Regions from separate parts of the Sus scrofa genome. Here region 1 is linked to region 2. The links are chromatin contacts, called in public HiChIP or PLAC-seq maps. All regions are on one chromosome and are shown on one strand. Each heading gives the region's core, a stretch centred on a gene start, on an enhancer-like site or on the middle of the called end of the contact. The rest is flanking DNA. Distances are from core to core; before and after follow the strand shown. Region 1 has its middle 350 kb from the start of GJA1. Region 2 overlaps SMPDL3A (acid sphingomyelinase-like phosphodiesterase 3a).

Region 1 (3,423 bases), core at 201-2,700, 800 kb after region 2:
GTGAGCTCCCTTCTCCCAGCCAAGGACATTTGAACCCCAAAGAAATTCCTCAGCCCTTGAAAGAAATAGAAGGATCTCTTCAGCAGGATTTCTAGATCTGTGCTCTGGTGCCAGACCAAAAAAAAAAAAAAAAAGTTAAACCTTGGAATTACAGTGGTGTGTGGTTTCTGAGAAAAACCCCATGTGCTGAAATTCATTAATTTGAGTACTTAGCACATTTACTGTCACGCTATTTCCTAACCGGTAGAAAAATATTTCAATATTAAATAAAAGTGTGGCTGCATTGATATGTGCCTCAGAGTATAAGCCCTGGTTTACTCTATCTAAGACAAAGAAACTCAGCACTCCAAAGAGGAAAAAACTTTCATAAACCCAACAAAGAGATTGTAAATAAAAATTTAAACATCTGTACATGCATAGACCCACACACAAAATGCGTGTCAATACACACACACACACACACACACACACAAAACTGATCCTGCTTTAAATGTATGAAGTATTTCTGAATGTGGAAATCTCTTTCTTTTCACAGACTTGCAGTTTTTCAGTCCCAGTGGTAGAGGTTCTCCGTGCCGAGGGGAGTACGCGTCTTTGCAGCATGAAAGACTCTTTGTACTGTGTTCTTGTGCTACTTTTCCATTCAGTATGGAGCAGAATACCACAGTTATTCTCCACACTATCACAAATAAAAGCAAAGCAAATGGTGCTTTATAAAATTGGTACAATTTGTAGAAAGGGAAAGGGGAATTTGTAATAATTTTACATTACAATATTATGAATTTTTTTTTATTTAGAGAGAATTCAAGGTCATGTCTTCTAAAATAATGAGGGTTTCTGTGAATGTTAATGACATCCTTTGAGATCTTCTACCTGGAATTAAGTGCAGTCCCATAATTCTTTGGGGAGCCCCAGACCACTCTGGAAAGCCTCCAGGGTGCATGAGTATTCAGGCCTACAGCAGGGAAAAAGACATCTATCTCTTGCTCGCCAACACACTCTGTTGGGCCACAGTATCATGATGTGCCTTGAGGGAATCTTGTCACTCCTGCTCTCAGTCCATTTGGTAGAGGTGAGGCTAACCTTGGACCCTGGTGCTGGAAGTGAGCTCATGACCCCAAGCCAAACTGATAATATCCAATCTCAGGACCTTAACTGGAATTTTTGTAAAGGAAATTCTTCCTCTAAAGCTGTCCTGGTGGTAAAACATAAGTCTCAAATTTTTGGTGAACACATTCATCATAACTTTAGAAAAGCCCTGGAATGAAGCCAGCCCTTAAGAAAGAAAGCAGAGTCAAAGATGTTGATGTTGACATGGAGATGTGCTGTGTAGGTTTCTCTTCAGGGAAGGACTGGATGCCCAGCTGCGGGGAGTGTGGCCATCCGATGGCCTCTAGCCATCAGCTTCTTCAGAGTCTGCCTCATCTGACAGAGTTGCCTCACCTGAGGACATGCCCTTATGATTCAGCCCACATTAGTGACTGTGCAACATTATCAAGACCAGCCATTTTGACCAGTCTTGGGAAAGACCTCATGGTCAATGCAGAATATTAACTCAGGGGGTTGGTTGAGGTTTAGCAGGACCTGCATCATGGTTTCACTTCTCCCTTTGCCTTTCCCATCACAGGTAACAGCTTGCACTCTGAGCTCCATCTTAGCCTCTGCTTCTGGAGGGCTCTACCTGTGGTAGGTAGAGGAAAACAGATGACTGATAAATTATTTGGGAAAGTAGTTATGGCTGAAATAAATTCTCTCTCCATACTTCTAATAGATTGTGTCAGTTAAGTCTCTAGCAATTGCAAGGTTCTTGACAAAACAGGCTCTATATACTATAGCACAAAGCTTTCATGGGAAATTCTGATAAATATCTGGTTGTATCTCGGTATCTTCTGCTTTTGCATTTCTAGCTATCAACTCTCTCACTCTCCTCAAATAAACCTGGTAACCCATCTTAATCTCAGGTCTATGAGAAATGAAATCTTGCCACCCAAATTACTGATGGCTATATAAATAATTAATGAAAGAAGGAGGACTTGAATCTAGAAATGTCTTCTTTCAAAGCCTATTGTAGACAGCAAGGAAAAGGCATATTTAGGAAAGAGAAGTGAGTGTGATTCTAAGGTAAGGAACAACTGTGTCCAGGTATAGGGAGCCAAGAAAGGCAGAGGGGGAGGAAATGAGATTATGAGCTAATATTTACCCCTAATTTATATTTACTTCCGTCTGTAGCTTTTTGTCTATGTTGTCCCACTTTGTCCTATAGGGCTCCCATTCTATTAAGTACAGACTTTATAGTTTCTCCAAACATTTTCTCACCTCTTGTTCTATTAAAATCCTCCCTATTTAATGATAACACAGTGCTATTCTCTGCTGTCTCCTAGATAGTCTTCACTTCAGTACCACCCTTATACCTTGTCAGGAGATGCCTCTACTCACAGAACTAGCTGTTAGGACCCCACTGGGCTGTTGCTCAGCTTTCTTTCTCCCAGTGGCATGAGGAATCTATAGGACCAAGCCACAGGCTTTTGCTTACCCTTCCAGAGTACACTCCAGACACCAGAGAATTTCATGTTCCCTACATAGGCCACTTCCTTTGGCTAGACTCCAAAAATGCTGACCACACGACTGGTGTGTACAACTCTAGATCCAAGGGGTGGAGCAGCCAGGAAGTGGTTGTCTGTGCAGAGTGAGGGCAGAGATTGCAAAAGTGGGCTGCTAGTGGAAAGGAAAAACAAGGGGGTGTGCTGTGTACCAGAAGTCAGCCCTGAACTCTAAGGAATTCCAGGATTCTAAACTGGAAACAACTCAAGAGGTGAAGGGTAACTTTTTCCCCATTATTCTTTGTTTCTTCTTCTAAATCATCAAATTGTCCTGCTCTTTCCATCTCTAGTCATTTGACATCTCAGAATTACAGAAAATCAGTAAAATCATCACTGTAAATTCTCCTGAGGGGAAGTGTAGGTCTAAGGGACCCTCACTCTGTAATCCATGACATGAATCTGAGCGTAACTTTGCTACTAACTGGAACATTTACTGCTTTCCTTTCTCCTCATGCAACTCAACAGAGTGACTGTTGAGTACCAGGTACATTACTGAGAACCTACAGTGTCTGACATTGAGAATTCAAATGATTAGGACTTGTTTTCTGCTCTTAAGGAGTTTGTAACATAGTGTGTATAGGATGTCTTTGTATGTGTGTGACACAACCTATAAAAATGATTGTAATAATATGTAACTATAAATGACTGATGATTCATTAACCATGATTTTTTAATAATTTGGGGGAGGTAGGTAGGAAGGACCAGCAGGGGGAAGAATTGGCTCTGAATGGTTTCAGAGAAATGGTGCAGGGTTTAAAACGACCTGTGTACTCAAGGAATACCAAGTAGCTCTATCTTTCCAGGTCTTCCAATTTAAGAGGTG
Region 2 (3,383 bases), core at 3-2,502:
ATCGCTGCTGAGAAATTGCTGAGAAATAATGGGAACTGACCACAACCCCAGTTTGGTGGCCTCACCAGAGCAGGAGTACAAGAGGTCTCCAGCCCAGAACACTTTCTTGAGCAGCAATGGGAAGAAATTCCTGGGCTATCCACACAAATATCTCCTTCTGATGTAACAGGTAGGGTCTTGTGTCTGTATTTGTATGTTTATGCAGCTTTGTTTAGGTACATGTTTATGGTGTTTTAATGGAGACATGACACACCCAATTTATTTGTTACTATACGTTCACCAGAATTCAATCTCAGATATGAGTCTCTAGGAGAATTTGTTGTGGGACTTTCAAATTACAGTTGACATTTGTAGTAACTGAGGTGGAAGGATGGCAGGAGAATAAGAGAAAGAAGATTTTCAGATATAAGAGCATAAGCTAGAAAGAGAAAAAATTAACTGTTTAAGGAATACAGGCTGCCCAATTCATCCTAGCTGTACCTATAATAGGATATATTTTAGAAGTTATAGTGCATCTATATCTTTGGCTTTGAAAAAATAGCAGAGATAAAAATAAAATGAAACAAACAAACAAAAACAACGGGAGTTCCTATTGTGGCAAAGTAGAAACGAATCTGACTAGGAACCATGAGGTCGTGGGTTCGATGCCTGGCCTCTCTCACTGGGTTAAGGATTTGGTGCTGCTGTGAGCTATGGTGGAGGTTGCAGACTCAGGTGGATCCCACGTTTCTGTGGCTGTAGGGTAAGCTGGCAGCTGTAGCTCTGACTCAACCTCTAGCCTGGGAACCTCCATATGCCGTGGGTGTGGCCCTAAGAAAGCAAAAAAAAAAAAGAAAGAAAGAAAGAAAGAAAGAAATCCTAAATGGTGTTGGGAAACACAGATCCCATGTCATTGCTTAATGCTACAATAACCACCTCTCCACTTACTGAGGGCTTATCATGTGCAAGTAGCAAACTATGCCCTTTCCTTATAGTATCACTAACTTTCCCTAAGGCTTTTCAAGTTTACAAATGATCAGGGTTGGTTACGTGAATTACTGTCCAAGTTGCTCAAGCTATTAGAAGCAGGGTAGGACAGGTTTTTTTAGTTCTAGTAAATGTGACTCTAAACCCCACATGTTTTTCCATTATGCCAGTCTGCCTGGCACCTAAAGCATATGAAAACATTGTGCTCAACTTCCACATTGTGCACAACTTCCACATTGTGTGTAACTTCCAGCTCCTGGAGACTGTCGGTTCCCGAAACCTCTGCCCTGTGTGGGCTGACATCTCAGTTGTAACAAAAACTGACCACCAGTTGAGAGGCTGACTCACAAAGACTCCCATACTGTTCATCTCAAGACTAGAGGCCCAGGGCCAAGAAGTCAGTTGAAACTTGAGCTTGTCCTAGAATACAACTTTTCAAAGTCACTGTATTCAGGTTAGATTAACCAATATAATCAAAACCCTCATGGAGTTCCCGCTATGGTAAAATGGGATCATATGGTACAATCAGCATCATCTCTGCAGGCCCTGGTCACAGGTTCAATCCCTGGCCTGCCCCAGCAATGGGTTAAGGATCCCGTGTAGCTACAGCTGTGGCTCAGATCTGATCCCTGGCCCGGGAACTCCATGTGCCTCAGGATGGCCAAAAAAAAGGGGAAAAAAAAAAAACCCTCATTAAGCATCCTTTTGATGTGAGATGGAAAAGATATTCTAAACAAAAAGAAAAACATAGGCAACGACAAGCATGAAAGTAAATACCATGTTCAGGAAACATTAATAGGTCAGTCTGGCAAGAGCAAAGGATGTGTGTGAGAGGAAATTTGTTTAGCTGAACCCAAAAGACCCAGGATGTGGGCTCTGCCACTAAATAAGTGACCATGAGCACTTGAACTAGCAACTTCATATTTCTGGGCTTCAGTTTTCTCATTTGTAAAATGATGAGTTGATCTAGATTAGGGAATCAGAAAACTTTTTCTATAAAAGATCAAATAAACACTTCAGGCTTTGGGGCCATACAGTCACTGTGGCAACCATCCTATTCTGCCATTACAGTGCAAAAGCAGCCACAGGCAAAGCAGAAAGAATAGCCACAGCTGTGTCCCAATAAAACTTTATTTACAAAAACAAGTGTCAGGGCACATTTGGACTACAGGCCATGGTTTGCCAAGCCCTGCACAAAACAATAGTCTCTAAGATTTCCTGAATACGTACAAATCTAAGATTCTACACTACGATAGCAGATTCCTGAAACCAGGGCTGGTATCCAACTGTTTGTAATACACAGTCTGCTTAATAAACAGCTGTTCTAGTAGGGTGAAGCCTGGGTTCTCTCAAGCCTTAAATATTCTGAACGCAATCTCTACCTTGAATTACATCTTGAACATTGGTTCTTATGATAATTTGCTATGCTTTTGTTTTTAATCACAATCTAGCTTAGATCAGAGTATGGGTAGCATAGTATACCCAATAGAAATTCTGACAAATTGTAAACACTTGTTAACATTAACCTTTTTTACTAACCTGAACATGGAAATTCAAATGAACAAAATTATTCAAAAGAAAGGAGAAACTGAGGAAGAATATAAAGGAAATCCAGAATTAATAAACCACAAACTGGATAACTGGCTTCCGAAAACTCACTAGGGACCTAACTTTGTATCAACTATTAACAGTCACTTTCAAGTCCCCAAAGCACATGTCTTTCCTTCCTCAATGGTCAGCAGTAAGAGCATACTCTGCCTCCGTGAGGCCCCTCCCTGACCCTGTTATCAGCTAGTTATAAGCATAATTTTAAGTCTACTGATGGGCAAAATCTTTTAAGCATTTCTGTAAGTTGTGGTCAAATTTACCTGTGGCCAGTAGTCATGATTACCCAGTGCAGGGAAAACCTGGAGATCTGGAAAGAGCCTCTGGACAGTGGTTGTCATATTAGCAATCACATTTATGACTCTGTCTGTTGAGAGTTCATGCACTGGAACATGAGGTGGGCTATCCCTAAAAAGGAGACAGAATCAGAGAGAACAAGATCAGTTTCTATAAAAAGTCACTTGAGGACTTACCACTATGGCACAGTGGGTTAAGCATCCTGCATTGCCACAGCTGTGGCTCGGATTTGATCCCATGTCCAGGAACTTCTTGGATGGAACTAGAAGATGATGTTTACAAAATTGCTATCACAGATCAACTCCCATTGTTGCCTTTTGGATTTGGATTATTTAATCAAGACCTATTATCACATTAATAAACACTTCAAGAGACTGGCACAAATATGCTGTTTATGGATTCACCTCTTATGGATTCACCTCAAATTTCTCAGGCCTGTGTTCTAAAAAAAAGAAACAAACCAAAAAAACCACTGAGACTGTTAAAGTTTTTCTTGCCCCTAAGAAAGGTGATTA

What was found. HiChIP or PLAC-seq counts read pairs in DNA pulled down with a chosen protein or histone mark.
Region 1: an H3K27ac HiChIP or PLAC-seq map of alveolar macrophages shows a contact between it and region 2. The contact joins two enhancer-like sites. A contact is called at or near these places in 1 of 47 Hi-C or Micro-C datasets (embryonic fibroblasts) and 1 of 2 datasets of contacts at active chromatin or transcription factors (alveolar macrophages).

Annotation. Positions count from the first base shown.
Region 1 is chr1:40,653,526-40,656,948 of Sscrofa11.1, forward strand. No RefSeq gene overlaps it. Among named protein-coding and RNA genes, the nearest start is that of GJA1, 350 kb to the right of the region's middle. Within about 2 kb of position 1,451, at least 7 of the 83 cell types and tissues checked have an H3K27ac peak or open chromatin away from gene starts, as enhancers often do. A contact at or near this core is called in alveolar macrophages, where this site is marked.
Region 2 is chr1:39,858,484-39,861,866 of Sscrofa11.1, forward strand. It overlaps SMPDL3A (acid sphingomyelinase-like phosphodiesterase 3a), which reads right to left. Exons shown (of 8, transcript XM_003480256.4): 3 at 2,835-2,979. Among named protein-coding and RNA genes, the nearest start is that of SMPDL3A, 9.0 kb to the right of the region's middle. Within about 2 kb of position 1,253, at least 2 of the 83 cell types and tissues checked have an H3K27ac peak or open chromatin away from gene starts, as enhancers often do. A contact at or near this core is called in alveolar macrophages, where this site is marked.